Regions from separate parts of the Anser cygnoides genome. Here region 1 is linked to region 2. The links are chromatin contacts, called in public Hi-C maps. All regions are on one chromosome and are shown on one strand. Each heading gives the region's core, a stretch centred on a gene start, on an enhancer-like site or on the middle of the called end of the contact. The rest is flanking DNA. Distances are from core to core; before and after follow the strand shown. Region 1 holds the start of PLGRKT (plasminogen receptor with a C-terminal lysine). Region 2 holds the start of RCL1 (RNA terminal phosphate cyclase like 1).

Region 1 (3,790 bases), core at 508-3,007, 190 kb after region 2:
TTCGTAACTCTCCTAAGAGAAAGAAGTTGATTTTTGATGTTAGTCTGAACATTTGGGCTAGAACTAGAGTTGTTAGTCACCTGGGGTCAAAAGGCCAAATAGTGTTTGCCAAAGACCCCAACACCTTACAAAAGCTAGACTGAATTCAAGTTGTTTTCTCAACTCTATTTTTCATTCTGCACAGCAGAGAAGCAGATCACGAAACAAGCCTCCACTTCATCATCATTCTCTGAAACTAAACACATTCCCACCATTTGGATTTCCAAAAGCTTCAGGAGTGGAAGGACCTACCTCTGTATGAAAAAAAAAAAAAAAAAAACAACCCCAAACCATACACACAAATCTTGCAGTTGCATCTGAGAAAACTATAATCCAGCACAGACAAAAGTGATTTTTGCAAATCTTGCAAAAAGTCAGTTATCTAGTATCTTGTTATACTATTTTTTTTATGCTTTCTTTCCTAGCCACATTTCTAGTGTCACTTCCAGAGTTCAGTTTAAATGCAACCTTACAAAACCTACGATCAGCATGTACCTCAGCAGCTTTGAAAACTGGTATGCCACCTACTGACAATTTAATGAATAGAAAATTCAACCATCACTACTTTAAACATTTTAAATTTACCTGCATTCAACTTAAAAGCAAAACTAAAGCAACAAACTCTACTTAAGTCTACTTGGATGGCGCTACTGATACTGTAGTCTAGTACAGGAACAAGCTACAGAGCACAAATTCTGGCAACAAATCACAAAGCTGTAACTTCAGCTACATTGTACCATCTATTCAGCTTAGCTTTCTGAACCTTCGTCCAACTGTTTTTCCTTCTCTTTTTCACCTGACATTTTACTATTTTATGAAAAGGCGTAAGTGATCCCCTAATCCCTATTTACTTTCTGGTTTCTAGAACAAATGAAAATCCACATAGTGGCTTCCCAGTAATGTGGAATAACTGCAGCTACTGAACCCAGAGAGAGCTGTTTGAGTTTGTATAGTGTGAGAATTGAAGCATAATTTATTCGCATATTTTAGAAGAATAGTATCTGTGTTTTATTAACCATGCTGTTGCTGATTTGGTTTAACATGTACGCATAGCTTTACAATGGAGTAGTTCAGTTGGGCTTCAGGGGTCTGTTCAGGGGAAGTTTCCAAACCTGCACTTTTAAGGTCTGGCTACCGTGGTTTCTACCTCTGCAACTTGTTAACACAGACTTCCAGAAAGTTATGAGATCCAGGGCTGTGGTGCTTCACGCACCTGAATCGGCTGTGGCAGACGAACACATCTGAATTAGCTGACTTTAAAGAGAGCACCTTAAACTCCGGAAGGAGGGCAATGCCCAACGCCTGAAGCCCCCAGCCCAGCCTCTGAGCGGTGACCTTCGTGGGCACCAAAGGCGTGTGTGCTTTACCTGCAGCCGCGAGTTCATAAGCATAAACTCCTGCTGAGCTTTCAGGTTTTCGTTCATGGACTTGGAGAAGACGAACCCCATGTTGTCCTGGAGCGCAGAAGAGACAATGCAGGTGAGACCTAGCACGGGGGGGAAACCTCTGACCCCACCGGGCCTGACCCTACCCGTGGCTCCCGGCCACCCCGCCCGGCGCCGTGCCGGGCACCGGGACCCAGCCCGCCCCGCCCGCCCCTCGCTGGGGGCCGGCCCCGCCGCCCGTACCCGGGGAGGCCTCCGCGGGCCCGGCCGGGCCCCGCCCCGCTCACCTCGCGGGGAAGGCGCCGGTCGTCCCCGGGCCGCGCCGCCGAGCCGCCGGAGGTCAGCGCCCGCCGCCCCCGCCCTCTGCGGCCGCCGATTGGCCGCCGGAGCCGGGCGGGCCGCGGCGCTGGGCCGGGCTGCGCCGCCTGAGCGGGGCTGGGCCGCGGCTCGGCGGCTGATGGCCGACGCGGGCGGAGCGGGGCGGCTGCCTTCCGTAGCGGGCTTCAAGTGAACGCCCCGCGTCTTACAGCGGGTGGCAGAAAAAAGGGCGGCCGCTATCGGCCTCAGCCGGTGGGGCGGACACCTGCGTCCTTCCCTTCCCTTCCCTTCCCTTCCCTTCCCTTCCCTTCCCTTCCCTTCCCTTCCCTTCCCTTCCCTTCCCTTCCCTTCCCTTCCCTTCCCTTCCCTTCCCTTCCCTTCCCTTCCCTTCCCTTCCCTTCCCTTCCTTTCCCTTCCCTTCCCTTCCCTCACTTTAATCTATAGAAACACTCCAGGGAAGCCTCCCGGACCTTGTCCCTTCATTAAGCACACCCGCACGCCGTGGCAGGACCGCAGCTCAGGTGTGATGTGTCCAGGTGCAAAGCGCGAGCTACACGTAGGCTTCTGGTCGTACTCTGCCTTTCGTAAAGTACCAGGATGTTTTCAAGGCATCGTCAACCACAATTAAAGGCTGACTTTCAAATCCAAATAAGTGAAATTTTCATAATTTAAAAAAGTGTAGAGGTAAAACATGTGCCCTGCCGATAAGGTTTTACACAGTGATAGAAATACTGGATAGGATCCCCAGGACTCTTCTTTCAGAACTGAAGAGTATCTCATTAAGGAGTCTAACACCGGTCTGTTGGACTGTGCAGCACCTCAAACTCAACCTCACAGAGACTTTTAGGGAGACTTTGAAGGTCTGGCTGTTCAAAGTCTTAGACAATCTTGTATAGGGCCTGCTTTTACCATGAAAGCTTGGACCAGGTAATCTCCACCGTCCTGTCTAACCCGGACTTTCCTATGAATCTGATTCTGTGTAGTGACTGTCATTTTAAAATTCTCGCATCTGCTAATGTCTTAACCTGACAATGATTCTTGCTGTCAGTATTCGTATGTTTTCTAAATACATATATTTTGCAAGTTTTTTTTTTTAAATGTCTGAGAAGAAGGCATCTTTTTCTCACAGAATTATTTTTTGTGTTATCTCCATGATGACCCTCCTTTAATTTTTTAATGGCAAAACAAAAATAGGAGAAAGATAAAGAAGAAAAATATTTATTTTTTCTAATATGAAAAATTACTTAACATTTTTACTTCGGGTCTTTCTAAAAACTTGCAGGTACCCTTTTTGTGCTGTCTTGAAAATGCCTCTGAAAATGTTTGATCTCTTGAACATACACAGTTTGTGAGGAGATACAGCCATTAAAAAGGTGATGGTAGGATGTATTTTCAACTCACAATGTTTGGCAGAGTAGTCCACCTAATTCACAAAGTCATTTTACAGTATAGAATAAGTCTGTTGATTTAACTGCTTATAGGTGTGAACACTTGTAAGGATGAAGATCTACAGCACAAGATTCTGCATACACCCTTGAAAGCGAGGTTTTTTACCAAAAGCTAATAATTATACTGGAGTGGTTGTAGTGCTCACTTGAACAAAAATGCTTACCTGATTTTTTTTTTTTTCCTAAAATGCTAGGTGCCAGTCTTAGGAAAGGAATTCTACATCGAAAACTCCTGTTATGGCAGACTTCACTGAGACTTCACTATATACGTGCATAAGGTTGTACCGAGATTCAAAACGTTCTCAGACATAAAGATAGAGGCCCACCTCGGCATGAGCAGGAGACTACAGCCTCCAAGTGAAGAGGAAGGTGGCACCAACTCTCTGAGGTCGTGCTTACTGTGCTGCAGCGATATCGGGGAGAAATTTCCTGCTATACTCCAGCTCCACGCAAGATGGCAGTCCTCCCCTTGCAAGGCAGAGACAGATACCTCTTTCACAGGGCCTCAATCATGGTTGAGGGGTCTCTCACTGGTAAATTTCAGAGAATGCCAATTTCCCTCCAAGCAGTTTACCAAAAATGTCATCCACCCCCACTCAC
Region 2 (3,627 bases), core at 844-3,343:
GTCTCTGTCCTTGGAGACCTTCAAAAGCCATCTGGACACAGTCCTGGGCAATCGGCTCTAGGTGTCCCTGCTTGAGCAGGGGGCTTGGACCAGATAACCTCCAGAGGTCTCTTCCAACATCAATCATTCTGTGACTCTGTGAAAGCACAAAAAAAATAAATGAAGATGTATAAAAAACATTTGCAGGCTTAAAAGTAGAAAAAGGCATATATCTGAATGTTAAAATATAGAAGACATCAATTTAAAATTATCGCATCATGTTCATTCAGGAACAAGTCTATGATTTGGGATGCATGCTTACTGCAAGATTCAGTAATAATCCAAGTTTAACCATATAAAATTGTTCATTTCACAACTGAAATTCTGCAGACAAGTAACTGCAATGCTATTTCCATACTGTTCTGTGTTAACCCTGGTAAAGCAGCTAGACACCACACATTTACTTACTTCCTCCCTGCCCAGTGCGATGGAGAAAAGAACTGGAAAGGTAAAAGTGAGAAAAACTGCAAATTGAGATAAAGACAGTTTGATAGATAAAGCAAAAGCTGTGCATGCAAGCAAAGGAAAATAAGAAACTCATTTACTGCTTCCCATCAGCAGATGTTCATCCGTGTTCTAGGGAAGTAGGTCTTCATTACATGTAATGGTAACTTGGGAAGAGAAACACCACAACTCCAAACGCCCCTTCTTTCTCCTCCCAATTTTTATTGCTGAGCACGATGTCATATGGTATGAAACAACCCTTTGGTTATTTGGGGTCAGCTGTCCTGGCTGTCCCCTCCCAACCCCTTGCAGACACCCAGCCTCCTTGCTGGTGGGGGAGCAGTAGCAAGAGAGAAGACCTTGACTTTGTGCAAGGACTGCACGCAAGAAAATCAGAAGCAGAATTGCTTCCTAGGGCCTGCATTTCTCACTTCAGATGTTGAGGACGATTGTTGGGATCCTACATGCACAGACAGGTGTTAATTGCTCTCAGCATCTTCACCAGTAGTCTCTGCCTACAGGCCTGGGAGCTCCAGTTAAGCTCAAGTCTGAGCTTTAGATCCTTGCCTAAAGTACATTGTAGATTTAACTACCTCCAGTCCCATATCCTAGCAGGACGCCAGTCGTGTCCTATCTCCTCAGAGTTATGGTGCAGCTTTATCTCTAGCCCATCTTCTTTGCAACTGGATCTGCTAGATGGATCCTACATCTGACAGGTTATGCTGGGACTGTCAATGGACCCAGTGCCCTGTGCTGCCCACCGTGCTCAAATGCTGCACCATGGTGCCCTGTTCAGTGAGGGCACGGTGCAGGCTGGGCACCCATGGCTCCTGGTTCATCCCCGCTTGCAGAGCAGCTCGGATCCCGCTGCTCACTGGCAACAATCTGACCTCATCCACAGCAATACATAGATTGCATTTACTCAGGAGCGAGATCAGACACGAGTTCATGCAGGGGAGGGAGACACAGAACGTATCTTCGGAAAATACTGTCTTTTGGGTCCTTTCCAGCTTGGGATATTCTGTCAGATCACTCTTGCTCTTTTTCGCTTTTTGCTTAACACAAGGAGCTTTCTTCCCCGTACACATAAACATAGCCCAGCAATTAACTCTGTCACCCTCGCTGTAACGCATGCTTCTCTTAAAACACAGATTTCTAAAACACTCACTACAGCTAAGTAAAGCTTTACTCAGATTCCTGTTTTACGACAGCCGGTCTCTACCACTGTATTTAAGGGAATGGCACGACCAGAAGATTGGAAATCAGACCCTGCTTTTTGATTAGTTTTCCTTAGGAGAGACAGTGATAAATTACCGGGGGGGGAATAAATAAATAAGTAAGTAAGTAAGTCTGCAAGAACGTATTCCCAGCAACTAATCCTCCTTCATCTAGGGAGAGGACCCCGGTACCCCGCGTTTCATCGGGGTTTGGCGGCTCGTCCGCCGGTGCGCAGGACCTGAGGCGCCCCACAGGGGGCAGAGCCGAACCCCAGTTAAGGAACGCGGGGGCCGAGCTCCAGCGAACCAAGCCACGGCCGGGGCGGAACGAGGCCCCCCCAGCCCCCGCCCCGCCCCGACGGCTGCCCCCTCACGGCCCCCGCCCAGCGGCCGCCGCCGCCCCGCCCCTCGCCCTTTGACTCCCCGCTGTCCCCGCGCTTCCTGTTCCCAACCACGTGGGCGCGCCGGGATCCGCGGCACCAGCACCGGCACCGGCACCGGCAGCGGCACCGGCGGGGCGCGGCATGGCGGGCGGCGGCGGCTCCTCCTCGCAGTGCCTCAGCTACGCGGGCTGCAACTTCCTGCGGCAGCGCCTGGTGCTCGCCACGCTCAGCGGGCGGCCGCTGAAGATCCGCAAGATCCGCGCCCGGGAGGAGGACCCCGGGCTCCGCGGTGAGCCCCGGGGCAGGGCGGGGGGGGGGTCCTGGCTTTCCCCGTCCCGCCGCCGGAGCGCACGGAGGCCGAAAGCAGGCGGCCGCGGCGTGCCCGGGACCCGTCGGGGGGTGCCGGAGGTGGCGACGTGGCTGCGGTGGCCGCAGGGAGCTGGGCTTCAGGGGGCTCGTGCCCGAGGGCGGCAGGCGGCGGGGAAAGGGAAGGGAAGGGAGGTGAAGGGAAAGGAAGGGGAGGGAAGGAGAATGGGAAAGGAAGGGAAGGCGCTTGGCTCCGACCACGTGGATCCCTCCGAGGGAAGCCTTGCACGGGGAGCTGCGCTTCGTCCTCTGTCCCTCGGCATCCCCGTCACCCCTACGCTGAATGCGCCCGGGCGGTGTGACGGGTACCGAGGCGTGTACGGGTGTAAAAAGCTGCCTTTGAGCGTGGGCTTTGGTCGCTGGTTTGTGTGTTGGTGTGCGCGTGTTGGTGTGCGCGTGTTGGTGTGCGCGTGTTGGTGTGCGCGTGTTGGTGTGCGCGTGTTGGTGTGCGCGTGTTGGTGTGCGCGTGTTGGTGTGCGCGTGTTGGTGTGCGCGTGTTGGTGTGCGCGTGTTGGTGTGCGCGTGTTGGTGTGCGCGTGTTGGTGTGCGCGTGTTGGTGTGCGCGTGTTGGTGTGCGCGTGTTGGTGTGCGCGTGTTGGTGTGCGCGTGTTGGTGTGCGCGTGTTGGTGTGCGCGTGTTGGTGTGCGCGTGTGTGTTGGCGTGCGCGCGGACCCGTGTCTATGGGTTGATGGTGCCAGCCAGATGCGGGGTGCAGCACTTGCAGTGAGCGGGACAGTCACCAGCAGGTCATACCCGTTGAAAGCTCGCAGTGGTGGCAGAAGCAGGAGGGCTGGCTGTCGCCACTCAGTTCAATTTTAGGTAAAGTGCGAGGTTCAGAATGGGTGAGAGCATTGATGCAGCTCTGCCTTCTGAGGATGCTTCACAGTATCACAGATTTCTAGGTTGGAAGAGACCTCAAGATCATCGAGTCCAACCTCCGACCTAACACTAAGTACTCCACTAAACCATATCACTAAGCTCTACATCTAAACGTCTTTTAAAGACCTCCAGGGATGGCGACTCCACCACCTCCCTGGGCAGCCCGTTCCAATGCTTAATAACCCTTTCGGTAAAGAAGTACTTCCTAACATCCAACCTAAAACTCCCCTGTCGCAACTTTCGCCCATTCCCCCTCGTCCTGTCACCAGGCACGTGGGAGAACAGACCAACCCCCACCT

What was found. Hi-C and Micro-C count contacts between places; a contact is called where the count stands out from the background.
Region 1: a Hi-C map of liver shows a contact between it and region 2, with 2.5 times the contacts expected there. The contact joins the promoter of PLGRKT here to the promoter of RCL1 in region 2. A contact is called at or near these places in 4 of 7 Hi-C or Micro-C datasets (granulosa cells and liver).

What each region holds. Positions count from the first base shown.
Region 1 is chrZ:83,936,201-83,939,990 of Taihu_goose_T2T_genome, forward strand. It overlaps PLGRKT (plasminogen receptor with a C-terminal lysine), which reads right to left and starts at 1,758. Exons shown (of 5, transcript XM_066988078.1): 1 at 1,712-1,758; 2 at 1,407-1,493. The coding sequence starts at 1,487.
Region 2 is chrZ:83,744,681-83,748,307 of Taihu_goose_T2T_genome, forward strand. It overlaps RCL1 (RNA terminal phosphate cyclase like 1), which reads left to right and starts at 2,094. Exons shown (of 9, transcript XM_048050736.2): 1 at 2,094-2,372. The coding sequence starts at 2,225.